Regions from separate parts of the Sus scrofa genome. Here region 1 is linked to region 2. Evidence: chromatin contacts called from public Hi-C data. All regions are on one chromosome and are shown on one strand. The core of a region is the stretch at or near the end of the contact, and the rest is flanking DNA. Distances in the headings are between cores, read along the strand shown. Region 1 has its middle 27 kb from the start of MAMDC2. Region 2 overlaps FAM189A2 (protein FAM189A2).

Evidence for each region. Hi-C and Micro-C count contacts between places; a contact is called where the count stands out from the background.
Region 1: a Hi-C map of skeletal muscle shows a contact between it and region 2, with 3 times the contacts expected there. The contact joins two enhancer-like sites. A contact is called at or near these places in 1 of 47 Hi-C or Micro-C datasets (skeletal muscle) and 1 of 2 datasets of contacts at active chromatin or transcription factors (skeletal muscle).

Annotation. Positions count from the first base shown.
Region 1 is chr1:223,512,135-223,516,609 of Sscrofa11.1, reverse strand. No RefSeq gene overlaps it. Among named protein-coding and RNA genes, the nearest start is that of MAMDC2, 27 kb to the left of the region's middle. Within about 2 kb of position 2,084, at least 10 of the 83 cell types and tissues checked have an H3K27ac peak or open chromatin away from gene starts, as enhancers often do. A contact at or near this core is called in skeletal muscle, where this site is marked.
Region 2 is chr1:222,704,952-222,709,913 of Sscrofa11.1, reverse strand. It overlaps FAM189A2 (protein FAM189A2), which reads right to left. Exons shown (of 10, transcript XM_021064674.1): 4 at 4,566-4,694; 5 at 2,741-2,848; 6 at 2,470-2,603. Among named protein-coding and RNA genes, the nearest start is that of FAM189A2, 49 kb to the right of the region's middle. Within about 2 kb of position 3,508, at least 11 of the 83 cell types and tissues checked have an H3K27ac peak or open chromatin away from gene starts, as enhancers often do. A contact at or near this core is called in skeletal muscle, where this site is marked.

The DNA.
Region 1 (4,475 bases), core at 835-3,334, 810 kb before region 2:
ATTATTAAATTCATTGCACCAAAGAGAGAGAGAAAAGTCTTAGATTTTTTTCCATTAAGCCACTTTAAAAGTCTCCTTTTCACATATAGGATGAACAAAGAGCACTTTTCAAAACATTTATATTAGATTTTCACTGTAGTCTGCAGTTTACAAAGTGGCTTCACATGTATAACCTAATGTTTAACGAACACAACTGAGAGCTGAGAGATTGAACAGCCTATGTTCAATCCCTCAACTATAAATCTTAATATAAACAAAGACATAGAGAATATAATCCAAATTATGAATAATGAGGAAATCTGATTTTTTTAGGTTCCAATATTCAGTGTGCTATGAACTCAATTTACAAATATTATCAGTACATTTCCTTTATTTTTTGATGATCAGAGCCACCAGAATATAGAATTCATTTAAAAAGAAATTTTAAAATCACATGCAGTTTACCACTATGCAAAATATAAAAGGTTGTAAGCCAGTATCTTCAGAATAACTACTAATTGTAAGATGTGTGAAAGTTTACTTATTTAAACTTTTTATGTATTTATATTACTTTAAATTATAAAAAGGATAGTTTGAAGATGTAATAATACGTAAGTACATATACTTACAATGAACAAAATAAAAGGGGGTGTTCTGGGTTTTTTGTATAACTTCCATTAGTTTTCTTATCTCTATGGATCTCCAAAGGAGGATTTTATTTGTAGGATTTATGCGTGTGAACTTATTCCCCACTTGCAAAGCGGTTTATGCTATCAGCCCTGAGTGCAGTTATATTTTATCAGCAATTCTTCGTGTTATACAGGAGGGAATAATAATCTGTCTTATAAATTACTGAATTAATTGTGGTACAGAGAGAAAAGTCTTGGCTTTCTTTTCCTTTTGTGGCTTTAAAGTCTATTTTTGACAAAAATAGTGATAAAGTACTTTTTCAAAATGAATCTGTGGCAGTGAAATGATTCACTGTATAAACTGTTAACGTATATTAGACTCAAACAATTGGCATGTAAACATGTCCTAAAGAGAAGAAATGTTAATCTGCTTTCACATGTTGACTACAGCATTATTTCATAATGACCATAAGACCAAGCGAGCAAGCAAACAAATGAAATAACCTAAGATTTCAAAAATAGGGGAAATAAATAAACTACGATGCTTCAATCTAAGAAAGGCAATCATTCACTCTGATAGCTTATGAATATTATTTAGTAGCAGAAATATATATTCCACTCATAATTAAAATGAAAAAAGAAGGTTTTAACAGATAAAATACAACAAAATAAGACAAATTATATCTAATTCATCTAAAAATACATTGGATAAAATCTTTAACATTACCGAATGCCTAACAATTCTGTGAAGGATCATAAAATTATGGGTATTGAACAGAATTTCCTTTTATTTTCTAACCATTCTTTAATTTTGTTATATTTATAATTGAGAAAAAAGAAGATTCAAGTTATCTATAATTAAGATGTGGAATAATGAGTTACTGTTTTTCAGATTGGCATTATTTACTACAGTAGTCATGAGCACATGTGGTTATATAAAATAAAATTAAATAGAATTAAAAGTTCATTTCCCTTAGGTGCACTAACCACATTTCAAGTGCTCAGTAACCACAAATAGCTAGTGGTCAAGTGAGTTGGACACGGCAGTTATGCAAACTTCCTCATTGCAGAAAGTTCCACGGGGTAGAGCTTCCTGGCTCCTTTTGGACATGCCAAACAAATGTGTAAACTGCCACAGAGGGTTAAACGAAATGCTGAAGATGTTCTGGACCACGGTAAGTCACTAGGTTATTCCTATCTTAGAAGATTTTCTACACTTACAATACTGGCCAGGCCACATGTTGTCCTGTCTGATAAAAGATCTGCAAATTCAGCCAGCTATGTACTAGATTCAAACTGTGGGCTCAAACCTCAGATCAGTTTGCAGTTGTCTATCTGCATTCCAACACACAAAAGAAACAGGACCAGATTAATTTCAGTCTAACACATTGGATTTCCACCTGCTATTAATAATGCTCATAATGTCAGCTCCTATTCTTGTGCTGCCTTCTTACATTTTGAGGCTGCTTGAGGTGCAGAGGTTATTTTAGGGCAGTTGGTGATTAGGTAAGCTGATGACTAGGCCTGGCTGACACAGGCAAAGAGAAAGCCAAACATTTTGGTCTGTTCTTAAGAAATCTGTCCCTGGGTCCTGTTACGAATGTGACAAAAAGGAAATTGCCCATTTCCTTAACCTCTCCTTTCTTTATAGCTCTTTTTCAAAAACAGTGCTTATTTCATTTTAGTCAGTATTTCAAGACACAGAGAATATCTCTAGAGACTGGGAAAAAAATCTTACGCACTTTGAATATATACTATTGCCTATGTGAGAGGGGAAAAGAAGAGGGACAAAGTAAAATGCTATCCCTTAGACAGGTGTTCCTGATACTTTGCAGACCTCTTAAGAGTTAGGGTTAAGTTAGCTTTGTGTAAATCAATTTGTTTCAGTTTAATACAGATTCCAGTCCTTAGGGATTGGTGATATTTAAAAATTTTTGTTTTGATTGAGAATATTAAGTAAAAACTGATTTCAAATTTACCTAATTTTGGAAATAAAAATAGGCACTGAATGGAGAGCAATTAAAAACACATTTGTGGAGTTCCCATCATGGCGTAGGAGGAAAGGAATCTGACTAGGAATGGTGAGGTTGCGGGTTTGCTCCCTGACCTCACTCAGTGGGTTAAGGATCTGGTGATTAAGTGAGTTGTGGCATAGGTCACAGATGTGGCTCAGATCTGATGTTGCTACAGCTGTGGTGTAGGCTGGCAGCTGTAGCTTTGACTGGACCCCTGGCCTGGGAACCTCCACATGCCGTGGGTGCAGCGCTAAATAAATACATAAATAAATTAATTGAAAATAAAAAAAAATTGCAAACAATTGTAAATATAGTCAAGGAAGGATCAAAATATGATTTAACTTACTTTTTATCATACTTAAAACAGAATTGCACGTGATCATTTATTTACTATTGATATTTGGGGCTAGATAGTTCTTTGCTGTGGGTCACTGCCCTGTGCACTGCAGGATTTTAAGCATTCCTGGTTCCTACCCACTAGATACCAATATCATTCACAAGTCATAACATGTTGGAGAAAACATGTCTCCAAACATTGCCAAAGGTCCCTTTGAGGATGTGGAGGGGGTGGGGCAGGCAGGGGCAGGCAGGGGCAAAATCTCTGAGATTTTGAGAGAACCAGTGATCGAGGGGGTAGAAAACTGCTGTACTTTCAAATCCCACTTGCTCAGCTCCTATTACATGTAGTCCCTATGTGAGTCGCTTTCAAGATCTGGACCTCCTTTTTGGATTCACTGTCAATTTCAAACTATTCATTCTCTTCAGTCAAAGCAGGACAGTTGTTTACATTATAAAAAGGGACTGGATGGAATTAGTTTTCTCTTCCTCTGCACATCACCAGGTGGTGGTTTTAACGAGGAATGAAATATCCTTAGATCCTGGAAAGAAAAGGCAAAAGAGCAGAAAGGCAAGGGAGATGGACTAAGACTCCAGCTGAATAATCATCCCCAAGATGATCAGGGCTTTACTGTTCCAATTTCCTGCTTCAGAAATCTGCAAATTGTCAAAGGGCAACAGTGTGTCTCCCCCACCCCCCAACCCAAGCTTGTCTCCCTTTCAAAAAACAATGATCTTCTCCCTCAAAATAACATAATGACAGGCAGCAGATCCAAAAGAGTAATGGAGAAAACTTTCCTCATAGTATATAATTTCAAGCCTCTCCTAAAGCTTTTTTTTTTTTTTCAGGGAGAGGCAGTGGGATGGAGAGAGAGTCTGTACAGAAACCCAGCCACAAAGCTGTGATAGTCAGAGGGACTAGACTGCCTCTTAACCTGTTAAAAGTGGAAGAAAAAGTAGAGAAACAGATATGTCAGGAACTTACTTTCCCAAACCAAATCAGGACGGAGTTTTAAAAGAATCTGGGTGACTGATTTTAACTGCAGGAAGTGTCATAGTTTAAGTGTCACCCAACACAGTCAATATGATTTTGCTAAGGGAGGGAAGAAGTGAAGCTTTGCAGGGAGCTCTGGAATACACAACCACAGACCCTGGTCGTGCGTGTAGTTTAAAAAGATTGTTAAAGAGCTCAACACTGGCTGAAGTGACTGGTTTCTTTTCACTGTCTTTTAAAGTAGTTTCTATGGCCTGCTCGAGAGACATAGCTGGCCAGGTTGCTGGGTTAATCTACCACCTACTTTACCAATTGAAGAGTACCAGTTGGGCCTATAATTAGGATGTGAATGATAGTTTCCAGAAATGGCCTTCTCTCTTCAGACAGAAACATTTCAATCCTATGCCAACAGTACCATCAATTACTCATGTTCACAAAACAAACCTAGTTAGATTCTTGTTACAGTGGCAGACCTCAACAATTTACCAGAGGATTTGGTTCTGCGTTAGATTTAACTTCTCT
Region 2 (4,962 bases), core at 2,259-4,758:
GTTTTGTGATAACTTTAATTAATGTACAAGCTATAAAACTACTGAATTACTATGTTGTACACTTGAAACTAATATAGTAATGTAAATCAACTATACATCAGTTTTTAAAACATACGTTAAAAAAAATAAAGTGGGATATTGGTAGAATTTCAGAAAATGAGGATATTTGCCCATTGGAGATAGAAGCTAGGGCTCCAGGTATATATTTTAGGCTGAGCCTTCTTTTTCTCTCAAGGCTGTTCTGTGTTACCCCCTCTCCCCGTGGCTCCTGGGAAGTTCTGGCTAGTGAAGCCCTTGAAGAAAAGCTTATCTATCTTCTTACAGCTCAGATTTGGCCAGAGGCTAGCTCAGTACTCAGAGGGGGCAAATTCAGGGATGCCCCCAGATCCTCAAAGACCCATACTGACAAGCATGACCACAGAGGTGCAAAGAGAAAGGAAAGAGAGAAGAGAAGGTGGGGGTGGGGGTGGGCCCCCACAGGACGGCGTGACTTCTAAACCCACATGAGTCACTTTCCCTTTCTGCCACTGCAGGAAATTAAATCTGTCTGCTGCCTCCTCTGAGGTCAACCAAAGGCTCACCCACAACCTCAGAGAGCCAAGGAATTCTTCCTGCAGAGGGCATTTCTCTTCCCAATCACGAAATAACAGGCATTTATTTGCAGGCAGCCTGCAAAGGTCTCAGGTCTTAGCAAACGTGTCCTATGTGCACAAAGAATAAGTTTTTCGTTGCTATGTCCTTCCAGCCTCTGTAATACTTGGCTCATTTCCTAAAAGACTACAGAAGCCATCCTAGCCCCTAAAACTCTAAAATTCCAGTACACCAGTCCCTGTACAACAGGGAGGTTGAGCTGTCTGCCAGGCCAACTATCCAGCAAGCTAAGGCCCCTCTGGCTTTGTGGTCATTGCTACATCTACCTAGGTGGGTGGACAGGGGAGGGGCCAGAGCGGGGTTTAGATATGATTTTGAGGGAAAAGTTGGGAAGATAATCCAATGAAAATAACATTAACAGTGACGGCGCCTGGGTGAGAGCTCCTGTTGGTCACCTGCTTCAAAGTCACATATGGCTGCCCTGAATACTAGAAAATAGATTTCCAAAATTCCCAAGCCTGGCACCAAATTTGTCTGACAACTTCCCATGTGTACCTCAGGGATTAAAAAACAGAAATTCCTGGAGTTCCCCTGTGGCTCAGCAGTAATGAACCCGACTGGCATCAAGGAGGATGTGGGTTTGATCCTTGGCCTTGCTCAGTGGATTAAGGATCCAGTGTTGCCATGAGCTGTGGTGTAGGTTGCATAATCTGCCTGGATTAGGCGTTGCTGTGGCCGTGGTGTAGGCCAGCAGCTGCAGCTCCAATTCGACCCCTAGCCTGGGTACTTCCATATGCTGCAAGAACAGGCCTAAAAGGATTAAAAAAAAAAAAAAAAAAAAAAAAGGCAGAAATTCCTAGCCCGCCCAATAGCAAGTGAAAGATACTAGTCTTCCTTGGTGAATTCAGAGATTTTCTTTTGGAAGCTTAAAATTCAGGTTTGTTTACCCTGTAAATTCATACAAAGATCACTTCGTCCAACAAGCCAACTCTGATTAGCTGACTCTTCCTTCAAACTCTCTGCAGCCCACTCTCCATGTGGGGTGGGCAGTTCTCCTTCTGCATTCAAAAAAAAAAAAAAAAAAAAAAAAATCCTCCCTTTTGAGTCCTATGGGGATCCTTCCAACACTCATTTTAAGACCTAGACTGTGAGCTCTTTGATGGGGGTGGAGGGTGGGAATGGGGGGTGTGGGTATTACTCATTTCAGATTTCAATAACCCAGCACCATGATTAGTAAGCAATAGAAGATGGATTAAATGTTTGTCGGATGAATAAATGAAGTTAATCTTTAGAAAGGTACAATTCTCGAAGTAGCAAACAACAAGAACCAATGTATGTGGCACTTCATTCTACAAATAATCATTTCTGAGATTTAAGAAACAGACGATCAAATTTTGAGCTAGAATTTGAAAAGGAAGCAAAACATGGTGTCTATTCTTTTTCCTAGACCAAGGAGATGTAATTAATAATTAATCTTTTTTAATGGCTGGGAGAGAATTTCATGACATGAGGACCTGCTGATGGTGTTACAATGAATATCGATTTGGCCCAACTGAGAGCGTTTCCAGGGCAACAGCAGTTCTCAATCATGTCAAATTACAGCAGTTATCTCACTGGGTGTCAGTTTTCCTAGGAAGCTAATTGAAATTGAAAAACTATATTCTTAGGTCAAAGTTTGAACTTTGGTTTCATGCAATTTGTCAGGACCCCTCCCCCTCAAAAAAAAAAAAGAAAGAGAGAAAGAAAACAGAAAATCTTGAAAAATAACACAATGTCTAGACTTTGGAGAGAAGCCAGAGCGCATGCTGTGAGTTCTGGAGACCCTTCCATTTTCAAAACTGAGGGCACCCCAAAGAAACCTGGGGCTTAGGAGAATACCTGCGGTTCATCCGGGGTGTACACGAGTAAAACGTGGCAAAATAGGAAGGGGGAGGCACCGGAGGCACAAAGTCATCAGGGTCTGGGATGCGTCTGTGTTCCTCCACTTCTTCTGCAGAAATCTGGGATTCATCCTAATTAAACAGCACCTCAGTTAGTCCACAGCCTTCCCTACAAAGGCTCAGGGCAAAAAGCAACGGGTTACACAAAAAAGTTCGCAGGCAGGCTCAGCGGAGACATGGTCTCGCACGGCCCCCTTGCATGCACTTACGATGCAGGATCTTCTGGCTGCAAAGATCTGGAGGTAGCGGAGGGCGGCTGCCACCAAGCAGACAGTGGTAGTCAGGGCGTTCAAGGCACACAGGGCGAAAAGCACTTTCTGGAACCAGGAAACAATGATGCCCCTGAGTACCTCATAGCTGATGACCAGAATGCAACATTAAAACTTTAAAAAAGAGTAAGAGTGCTGTCCCACTAAGTCAATTCTCATGAGAAAACGTATGTAAAGGCCTTAGATGATGTTTGGCTCATGCTACATGCCAAACAAATGCTGATTACTATTAAGGCTCTCACTGGAGTTTCCTTGTGGTGCAGCAGGTTAGGGATTGGGCATTACCACTGCAGTGGCTTGGATCGCTACAGTGGCATGGGTTTTATCCCTGGCCTGGGAAATTCCACACGCTATAGGCATGGCCAAAAAAAAAAAAAAAAAAAAAAAAAAAAGGAAGAAAAGGAAAAGAAAAACACTCTCACACAATGCTGTGTACTTCTTAATTTTAAAAACATCTTCGGTACTATTGAAATCTCTTACATTTTTAAGATAATATCTTTGCAACTAAAAACAGAACTTATCTTAGAAGCTTTCCGTGCCAGGCAGACCTGACGTTACCATATTTCTTTTTGCCAGCATCAGAATCCTGTCTGGAAACGCTTTTTCCAGGCAAGCGCTGTTTCTCTTCTGAAGTCAGTGTCCTCAGTGATACCGATTCCCAATCTCCCCGCCCTCCTACCCACGGTCCCCCACCAGGACAGCACAGCTGCTTAATTTGTGGCCACTGATTCTATTTCAGGAGTCACTGGCAGAGCTGCTCCAGGCACCCAACTAGGACAACACAGGGGGCAGGTCGGCCCGAGTGTAAACAGGGCTTCTCTCCTCTAAACACATGTCTCAAAATAGCAGCAAAGCCAATTCCAAAAGTTTCTGTTGCCACAGTCGAGGCTCCTTAGTGGGGCTTTCCTCAAGCAAATTCTGGCTCAGAGAAAGTCTGGGGGTGACTCAGCTGCCAAAAATCCAGAAGCCAAAGAAGGAAGGTCTTTTTTATATCCTCCATGACCCAAAGAGTTGGGAGCTTCTCTCTCTTTTGCTGAGATTCTTCTTCCACACAAAATAGAAACCCAGAACAAAGATCAAAGAAAGCCATCAATGATGGACCATCCAAATGCTATTATCTCAGCAACTGATCCTGTCACTCACTTAGCTAACAGAGCTTAAGTCAGGACACCGCTTTTATCCAATTCCCTAATAAAGGTCAATTTTGTACATCTCTTGAGCTAGCATCATTTGTTCTTAATCTCTTTTGCCTATTAAATGAGAGGTAATGTCTTGAATTTCTCATGTATTTTCTGGCCAATGCATCTCCTTAGTCTACGTGGCAGCACTCGACAGCCCACAGGACTCATTTAAGCCAACAGAGGAGCATAGGAACAATGACCAGTGGACATCTACTTTGCAGGTTCTGCTGAACCTACATCATATACGAGTAGCTATATCATGGATGGGTAGGTGGGTATGTGTGTGTGTCTGAATATGTATATTATATACCCACACATATACATATGTACATATTTAGGCTCCTTTACATTTTTCACTAGCTTATAATTCTTGAACACAAAGAAGCCATCCCATCATAATTTAAGAGACACACAATAACCTGGTTCCTTCTGCTCTCAATTCTGTCTCTGGATCACTGATGAGGGGTTTGCTCCTATCTGCTTTCAGCAGCATTATTTGAAGAGGAATTATTTCAGGGAGTGCTGCCTTCTTTGGGGTCTCTGTGGTGTATTTATTGAGCAGGAGTGAGGTCCATTCCAGATACCTTAAGTAGAAGGTGAACAGCACTACAAGGCTGAACTGGGAAGAGCTTCAAAGCATTTTCTTTGTCTGTGCATTTGGCTGGTTGATATTCTTCACAACAGAAGCAAATCTTGCCTTCACCTAAGTCCACCTTCAAAGGGAAAAGGAAGAACAATAACTTAATTATTAAGTAAAAATACACAGGCCACACCATGGAGCACCAATTACTACAGAATGAGATATGGTAAGGTTCAGTGTCGGGCAGTGTCTACATCGGTCAGGATACTCTAGGGTATGCTATGGCAACAACCAGCCCCCAAGTTCCAGTGGCTTAGCCAACCAAGGCTATTTCTTGACTATGCTACATGTCCAGTGCAGGTCAGCAGAGGGCTCTGCTCATCACATTCCCTTAATAGGGC